2 separate regions of the Mus musculus genome follow, and region 2 is linked to region 1. The links are chromatin contacts, called in public Hi-C maps. All regions are on one chromosome and are shown on one strand. Each heading gives the region's core, a stretch centred on a gene start, on an enhancer-like site or on the middle of the called end of the contact. The rest is flanking DNA. Distances are from core to core; before and after follow the strand shown.

The links. Hi-C and Micro-C count contacts between places; a contact is called where the count stands out from the background.
Region 2: a Hi-C map of nephron progenitors shows a contact between it and region 1, with 2.0 times the contacts expected there. The contact joins the promoter of Slc25a16 here to the enhancer-like site in region 1. A contact is called at or near these places in 2 of 39 promoter capture datasets (cranial neural crest and hippocampal neurons), 10 of 484 Hi-C or Micro-C datasets (CD8 T cells, the HL-1 cell line, cerebellum and 5 more), 9 of 115 datasets of contacts at active chromatin or transcription factors (the SCID.adh cell line, bone marrow-derived macrophages, embryonic stem cells and 4 more) and 1 of 9 other capture datasets (adipose tissue).

The regions. Positions count from the first base shown.
Region 1 is chr10:62,841,877-62,846,382 of GRCm38.p6, reverse strand. All of the region lies in intron 3 of Tet1 (tet methylcytosine dioxygenase 1), which reads left to right. Among named protein-coding and RNA genes, the nearest start is that of Gm51805, 22 kb to the left of the region's middle. Within about 2 kb of position 2,447, at least 34 of the 459 cell types and tissues checked have an H3K27ac peak or open chromatin away from gene starts, as enhancers often do. A contact at or near this core is called in the HL-1 cell line, embryonic stem cells, nephron progenitors and 2 more, where this site is marked.
Region 2 is chr10:62,918,182-62,922,687 of GRCm38.p6, reverse strand. Slc25a16 (solute carrier family 25 (mitochondrial carrier, Graves disease autoantigen), member 16) reads right to left here and starts at 2,055. Exons shown (of 9, transcript NM_175194.2): 1 at 1,807-2,055. The coding sequence starts at 1,936.

The sequences.
Region 1 (4,506 bases), core at 1,198-3,697:
CGAGGAGTGGTCCTGTGGTCATCCTTTCTTCCTTGCCTTTGTCCTTTGTATTCATCGGTGGGGCTGCAGGTCGGGAGGAAGTTTCTCTGCTATCTGAATCGGTAGACATGCCCGAGGATGTAGAACCTGCACCGTGGAAAGGGACCGGGCAGTGGGAGACGGGGAAAAGTGAGTGACGGTGGTAGATGGTCCCTGTAATTTTGGACCATCTGGGTAGAGTGACAAGAGAGTCAAGACCAATACGCCATACATTATATTATTTAATAAAAACAAAAAAAAAACTTTTCAATTTGTTTTTGAGATTTGTTTACTCTGACTTTGTTTTGTCCCTTTTAGCCCTGGCTGTCCTGGACTCATTTTTGTAGAGCAGGCTGGCCTCAAACTCACAGTTCCACCTGCCCCAGTCTCCCTAATGCTGGGATTAAAGGCATATGCCCAGCTTCTTTACTTGGGTCTTTGTTCTTTGTGTTTGAAGACAGGGTCTCACAATGTAACCCTGGCTGTCCTTGAACTCGTGGTGTAGATTCATCTGACTCTGCCTCCTGAGTGCTGGGATTCAAGGCCTGCACCATTATGCCTGGCTTGATGCTAGGTTTAAATTTATCAAGGACAACATAAACAAAACTACAAATATGACACAGGAGATATGTGGAGGTCAGAGGTCAATTCATGGATTCAGTTCTCTGCAACATTTGTCACAGGAATGGAACTTGGGTCACTAGACTTGGATATAGTCACCTGCAGGATGTATGTAGTTCGGGTTAAACTAGAACTTCCTGAGCAGTAGGGGGTCATCTTGAACTGCTTTCCTGCCTCTGACTGCAGGTGTGGGCCACCACGCCCTGTCTATGTCTTACATTAAATACTGAAAGTTTAGCATTGGGTGTGAGTGCTCTCAAGGTATAAGTTACACTGTGAACCTCACAGGCTTCAGGTTTCTTGGGGTGAATGAAGCTCCCGTCGTACGTAGAGTGCATGTCTAGCACCCACAAGGCCCTGTTTGACCCCCAGAGTTAACATAAAGTGACACATGGTCACAGTCCCAGTATTTGAAGGCGCGCACATTCTGGAGGTCAATGTTGGATTGCAGACCTGGGACAAGCAGCCGAGGAGCCTGTCTAACCAAAGAGCACCTGGCCTCTAGGTTCTCCCAGCATGCCTCAGCCCCTACCTGTTACAGGGTATGGCTGGCATATCCCGTCCTTTACCCTGAATTTTCCAGCCTAGGTCCTGGGCTTTCCCCCATTTGGGACCGGTGAACACATCTGAGAGCTGTCCCCAGTAAAGCTGCCTTTATACTTTAATTTGACTTTAATTGGCTTATTTTGCCCTCAAGAAAACTTATCAGGTTAGCAGTTCACCAGAGTCCTCATTCGTGCGCAGAGTTAACTGAGTCGATTCTCAGCTAAAATCTGATAGTTTTTAAAAAATTGATTACATATTGAAATCATAATTGAATGCACTGATTTAGAATGTGATTTAAATTAATTACAGGTGTTTCTGTGGGCCTCTGTAACTCTGTGCCTTTTGTCTTTGGTCTTTGAGGCATAGTCAGGTTGAAAATCCCTCGCTGGTCTGGAATTGCCTATGGAGACCAGGCTATCCTCGGGCTTGTAACTATCCTCTTCTCTTTGTCTCTGCAGTGAGGGATCACAATGTTGTGCCCTAAGGGTTTATTGTGTTTTGCTTTGAATTTTTGTGTCATGATCTTATTATATATCTTGGGCACGCCTTAAGCTCCTGGTAATCCTACTGCCTCAGTCTGCATTCTGTTGGCTTGACAGGGATTTACCTCAGTCCTCTCAACTCTGAAAAGACTTGAACATACTGCCTGTACGAAGGACCAAGGGGAAGTTTGGAGCTTCAGAAAACACTGTTGGTTTTTTGTTGTTGTTGTTGTTGTTAGTTTGTTTTTTATTTTGTTTTGTTTTTGTTTTTCTGTTGGTGATTCAGCAACACTCTGACCCAGGGCTTGTGCGTGAATATTTTGTGGAGCTTCTGTTCTTAGAAAGCAGGAGTGAGAAGGGCCCCAGTAGCTCCTTTAAGGGAGCATTGGTAGAACTGGCTGTACTCTACTGTAGAGGAAGTACAAGGAAAAAGCAAACCTTTCAGGTTCCTTGTACGTCAGGCTCCTGCACCAGTTACTCGATGACTTTCAGGGTGGAATTTCAAGGAACGGGAATGCCATGGGGGGAGTGTGAGGACAAGACTTGTCAGTTGACAAAATCCTGGAATTCTGAGTACCGCTCAAGCTACATTTAAAAGGAAGATACGGTTTGGAATGTGTTTCTTAGTGGTGGAAACCCAGGGTTCCCTCCCAGCTCTGGAAAGTAAAATAAATAAATAGTCTGGTCACCTGACTCCACTCTAGTGTCAGCATTGGGCCACATAATACAGCCTTGGGCGGGAGGGGGAGGTGGGGCAGCCTGGCAAGCATCCTGAGCCTTCAGCATCTAAATATAAACTGTGATTTATGGAGCTAGCAGAGTTGAATTAGGTATCCCTGGCCTGCTCTAGCTCAGACTGGGCTTTGACTTCTGCTCCCATTGTTGGCTGTGTGCGCCCGGGTAGGTGTGACTGGGAGTTGCCTTCTTGAGTAGGGCTACGTTTTTACAGTTATTGATTGTTGTGTTCAGAATGCCCTCATGAGCCTGTGAGACCAGCAATCAGAGGGAGGAGGCGGCTGGGTTCCCAGGACTTTGAGGCCACCTCGGCCTAAAGACGGATCATGTCTCGCATGTTGATATGGCCTTCAGTGAAGTGTTTCCAATATAAGAGATTCATATACAGTTTCATAGGTACATACTTCAACACTTGTTTAAGTTGTTATTGTGTTTAAGTTCCAGGCATCCATAATCGACTCAGTGAGACTCAGCGCATCCTGATACAGTCAGTCTTTCAGGGTTAAGGATGATAAGAACCATGTTTTCTGGACTCCTCTGCTGAGCAGTAGCACCAGGCTGATGACCGAGCCACAGGAAGCATGGGTGATGTGCAGGCATCTCTCTTGGTTTAGTCTTCCTCTCCTGTTTTTATCACATTTGGTTATGTACTTGTGTCTTGGCAAAGCCAGGCTCTCTCAGCAAGCAGCTCTGCCTGGCAGGCAAGCCATCTTGAGGGCACTAGGTTCCATTGAATGCATAGGTCTTATATATAACTGGTTTGTGTGGTACCCATTTTACAGTGGTTGAGAATTTCCATTGGTATCAGCAGAGAGATGAACTCCCCCTTATTCTTAAAAACTTGATCAAAGTCTTGAGGAATGCCTAGAAACTATGTATGGAGCCCAGGCTAGTTTGAACTCTCAGGGATGGCCCTCCTGCCTCCTTCCAGAGTGCTAGGGTTACTGCAGTGTGCCACCATTCTTGGTTTAAAGAAATTTGCATGAAGAGGGAAGTCAGTTGATACAGATCTGAGTGCTCAGGAGTAATTTGTTTTTGGGGGTGGAGGGTGTAAGCATCCTCTAACAAAGCTGTGATAGCTTAGCCTTAGAGAGCACTCATGGTTTCAGAGGGTTGCTTTGTTTTTATACCTTTAGAGGCAATCCTCAAATAGTGTATGTTCGAAGGATTTTAATCCCTCTTGTAAAGTCTTACATCACCAAGCTAAAAAAAAAAAAAAGGATTTGCGTTGGGTAGGTAAGAAGTAAACATTAGAATAAAAAAGAAGAGTCTGGGGGATGGTGAGATGGCTCGGTGGTTAAGAGCACTAACTGCTCTTCTGAAGGTCCTGAGTTCAAATCCCAGCAACCACATGGTGGCTCACAACCATCTGTAACAAGATCTGACTCCCTCTTCTGGTGTGTCTGAAGACAGCTACAGTGTACTTATAATAAATAAATAAATAATCTTTTTAAAAAAAGAGTCTGTAGTCGAGACTCCTGAGATCTTCAAGGTGACTCATTGCAGGTCCAGATGTGCTGGAGCCACCAGATTTGATGGTCACTAGGTTTGCTGAGCCATGGAAGAACTAGGGTTTGCATGGGGAGCGCTTGTTCAGGCAGCGACTTTCTGCGCTGTTTGTTTGTTTTGTGTCTGTGGGCATGTGTATGTGGGGGCTGGAGGCACTGAGGTGTGGGATCCCTCCTGGAGTAGGATTTGCAGGCAGTTGTGAACTGGGCACTCACTGATCATGAGTCCTCTGCAAGATCAGCACACTGCTGAACGCTGAGCCATCTTTCCAGTGCCTTCTGTGGGTTGTAAATCTCTCACTCGACTGCACTGACAGGCCGAGCAGAAGCAAAGCTCCCTGGATGTAATGCACAGTACTTCTTGAGGGTGTTGCCGCTTCACCTCTCGAGGAATTTGTGGGAAACAATGCTCCTTAAAGCTTTGCTTTAGAAAGGATTTATCATGATCACCGATGTGGATGGAGCAGGGGCAGCGGCACAACTGAACTGTGTATTCTCAGTGCCCAACAGAGAACTTCCTTGTCTTAAGTGTTAGTTCTTTTTTGAAAGATTTGTTAATTTTTATCTATTATGGGTATGAGTATTTTGCTTGAATG
Region 2 (4,506 bases), core at 806-3,305, 77 kb before region 1:
TATATACACACACACACACACTCACACACACATTGTGTACACATTGGTTTTTCAAGACAGAATTTCTCTGTGTAGCTCTGGCCATCCTGGAACTCATGCTGTAGACCAGACTGGCCTGGAGCTAATTCTGCCTGCCTCTGCCTCCCGAGTGCTAGGACTAAGTAACAAATGTCTTTTTAATCTGAGAAGAAAATAATTACATTCCCAAAACAGCTGCAAGCTATGACCCTATCTTTCCATAAGACCTCATGATGTGTATTTTTTTTATTGCCAGTCATAAATAATTAACTGAGCCGGGTGTGGTGGCGCATGCCTTTAATCCCAGCACTCGGGAGGCAGAGGCAGGCGGATTTCTGAGTTCGAGGCCAGTCTAGTCTACAAAGTGAGTTCCAGAACAGCCAAGGCTACACAGAAAAACCCTGTCTGGGAAAAAAAAAAAAAAAAGAAAAGAAAAACCACATAAATAATTACCTGATGACAACTCAAATAATCAATCATTGTGGGGAGGGAGAGGTTAAGAGATACAAACTTACAAACACCTGCTTACTGAAAGGGAGAGGAACCCTGGCACATGCAAGCCATCTGGTAGAGTAAGCACAAAGCACAGTGCTTCTTTTCAAGCAGTTACAAGCTTGTTTACCACGATTCCTGGAACCAGTTTTGGTTGTAGGCAGTTTTCTTTTTTTGTTTTTTGATTTTCCGAGACAGGGTTTCTTTGTGTAGCCCTGGCTGTCCAGGAACTCACTCTATAGACCAGACTGGTCTACAGCATGGACTACAGATTTGTTGTTCTTCTCAAGCCCCTCCCACTTTTGTCCATCAGTTTACCATCATCTATCTACAAGATTAACCAAAACAACAAAGCCAGGGATCTTTGCTATCACCTCCATCTATCTTCTATCGCATGACAAGGTCTGCGGGCCTGCTTCTCCAACTGTTTGGTTTTTGTTTTTTGATTTTTTTTTTTTTTTCGAGACAGGGTTTCTCTGTGTAGCCCTGGCTGTCCTGAACTCACTCAGACCAGGCTGGCCTCGAACTCAGAAATCTGCTTGCCTCCCAAGTGCTGGGATTAAAGGCGTGCACCACCACCACCGCTGGGCGGTTGTAGGCAATTTTGCACAATATCCTTAGTCATTTTATTTTGTTTTTGAGACAGGGTATCACTTTGTATTCCTTGCTTGCCCAGAACTTGCTATGAAGACCTGGTTGACCTCAAACTCAAGATCTGCCGACCTTTGCATCTGCCTGGTGCTGCGATTTAAGGCACATTCCACCATGTCCAGCTCATATCCTAGTCTATTTTTCAAAGTTAGCCTCTAGAGACGGACTGTGCGACATGTGCCTGTAATTCCAGCACTTGGGATGCAGAGGCAGGAGAATCGGGAGTTCAAAGCCAGCGTCAACTACATAAGGCTCTTGAGGTGGGGGGGCGGGGGGGAATACATTAAATATTCTCAAATCATTATCCGCACGCGCGCGCACACTCACGCGAAGGGGACGCGAGCCCAAGCTGGCCTCCACCTCCAAAACTTATTTTCCTTTCAAGCAAACAGCAAAACCCAATCCTACACTGTCACACGTGTTGTTTGTAACAGAAAGGGGTGGTCCCCACCATGTCCCACCTAAAGGATCCTGTTTTCAACCTTAAGAAATAGGTGCTTGGTTCAGCGGAGGGATTAGCCCCGGCTGCAGGGGCTGACGTGAAGGCCCGGCTGGGTGCTGCAGCAGGAGAAGCTCGGGACTGTCTGATCGGCCCGCGGACCGGCTTCAACACCCAGCCCCGGGGTCCGGGCGGCGGATACTGACCTCCGGCCAAGAAGGAACGCAGCCAGTAGAAGTCTCGGCGTGAGGTCGGGCCCCCGCTCCCAGCCGCCTGCGGCACCGCGGGTGCAGGCTCGGCCGCCGCCAGGGCCGCCGCAGCCACCAGGGCCGCCATCGGGACCTGCGCCACGTCCCGAGCCTCCGCTGCCAACTTACAAAACACTGGGCAGCACCATGGCTGGAGCCGGCTCTGACAGGAGCCCAGCCGCCGCGCGGGCGGGGCCAGATGATGCCCATGGCGCGCGGCGGCGAGGAATGATGACGCACGCAGCCGCCGCTGGGACCCGTCCAAGAGAGCAAGGCGGAAGTGGGCGTCACCCAGGGGGTCTGCGACACTCAGGGTCCCGGGTTTCCTGCTGAAGGTTTGCGAGCCTCTTGAGCCAGACCAGTAAATTCAGGCTTGCAGTCTCAGCACGAGCGAACCTGATGACTCCTGACCATGGAGATCAAGACCCGCTTGAGCTATGTAGTGAAGCTCATGCCTGTCATCCCAGCACTCAGGACTCTGAAGCAGGGGCATCACCTCCAGACCAAGACCAGCATGGGTAACTTAGTGAGTTCCCGACTAGCCCAGGCTGCAGAGAGAAAGATACTGTGTCAAAAGAAAATGCTAGACAAGCTAGCTGGCTCAACGGCTGAAGGCACTTGTCACTAGGCTGGCCGACCTGAGTTGTCTCCAGACCCGGCCTAGTTGAAGGAGACAGTCGATTCCCACAAATTATTCTTAGACCTCCATACATGCAACTTGGCAGCACGCGCGCCCACACGCGCACACACTATAATAAATGTTGAGAGCCATAGAGATGGCTCAGCGGTTAAAAGCACTCTTGTTCTTGTAGAATACCTGGGTTTGATTCGCGCGCGCGCGCGCGCGTGTGTGTGTGTGTGTGTGTGTGTGTGTGTGTGTGTGTGGTGTGTATGGTGCCTCTGGCATTAACACAAGCAGCTCAGCCTTCCCTGTCTTTCTGATCCACTCCCATCTTCTGATCTCACACACGATAAATTCTTTAACCTGCTGTCTTCACAAACTCTTTCTCTTTTATTTCTCCTTCTTTTCTTTTTCTTCCTCTCTCCCTGCCTTTCTCGGGACCGGCTATGGAGGCTTGGCTTGTTTGGAGATTCTAGCAGGGTGACACATCTATTCCCACACCCTTTATCAAAGATGGTGTCCTTCTCTCTTAGGGGAAGGTCATCTTTGTCCAAACAGGCATGTAGTTCTGGAAGCCATGTACATGGAGTGGGAAGAGGGGAGGAGACACTCACATAGACAAGCAGGTCGCCAGGCGTGGTGGTCCACGCCTTTAATCCCAGCACTTGGGAGGCAGAGGCAGGCGAATTTCTGAGTTCGAGGCCAGCCTGGTCTACAGAGTGAGTTCCAGGACATCCAGGGCTACACAGAGAAACCCTGTCTCGAAAAACAAAAATAAATAAATAAATAAATAAAAAGACAGCAGGTCAACTTGGTAATCAGTGGAGTGACAGATGGTGCAACTGCATCACCCTCACATCTGTGACCTAGGACTAAATACTAAATATGGCCCAGCCTGGTCTCTAGCCTGAGATACTTCTGCCTCAACCCTGCATGTGCTAAGAGTACAGGAGGATTTCACCACCACTCCTGGGGTGATCTTTATCTGTGTCTCTCTTCCCCCCTTCCTCTGTATCTCTCTCTCTCTGTCTCGGTTGTTCTCTCTGTGTGTGAGACGGGTGTCGGGGGAGAGAAAAAAAAAACAAACTAGGGATCCATTGACCTCAGAGCTTATCAAATGCTAGGCATTTGTATCTGACATCTAGGTTACAGGCATTTAAACTCCCCATCTTCTCTCCTAAGTATACTGTTCATTCAGCTTTCACCCTGCCACAAATGGGAACATTGTGTTCTGTCCATACACTAGAAAGACCACAGACCAGTCAGTCTCCCTGCTTTCTCTTGCTCTCTACTGTCTGTTTTTGACACAACAGCTAAGGCATTAATTCATTCATGTTGTGGTTGGGGGAACACATGTGTGGAGGTCACAGAACAGCTTCTGGAGTCAGGTGTTTTTCTCCTCACTACATGTGTCTCTTGTGGCTGGAACTCAGGCCTTTAGGTGTACTAGAAAGTACCCTTGCCCCACTGTGCCGACTTGCTGATCCTAAAGATGTAAAATAGCTTGGCATCGTGGCTCATACTTGTAAAGACAACATTGGAAAGGCTGGGGCAAGAAAAATGCCAAGAGTGTGAAGCCAACCTGCCCTACATGGTTCTGTCAAAGCCACCCTGAGCTACAGAGTGAAACCTGTTAGAAGAATAAGATTAAGGGCTTGAGGATGTAACTACGTTACATAGACTGCAACACGTTCTAATAGGACCTTCAGCACCAAAGTAACTGGATGTGGTGCTGTGCACTCCTGGGCTACATGAGAAGGAGACCCATCCTAAGCAAAAAAAAAAAAAAAAAAAAAAAAAAAAATTCTGTTTTTCTGTGTAGCCCTAGCTGTTTTAGAACTCACTCTGTAGACCATGCCTGCCTCTGCCTCCCACCTGCTTGAACCATAACTATTTCAGTAAAGAAAAGATAGTCCAAAAATAGATAGATAGGGGCTGGTGAGATGGCTCAGCAGGTAAGAGCACCCGACTGTTCTTCTGAAGGTCCTGAGTTCAAATCCCAGCAACCACATGGTGGCTCACAACCATCCCTAATG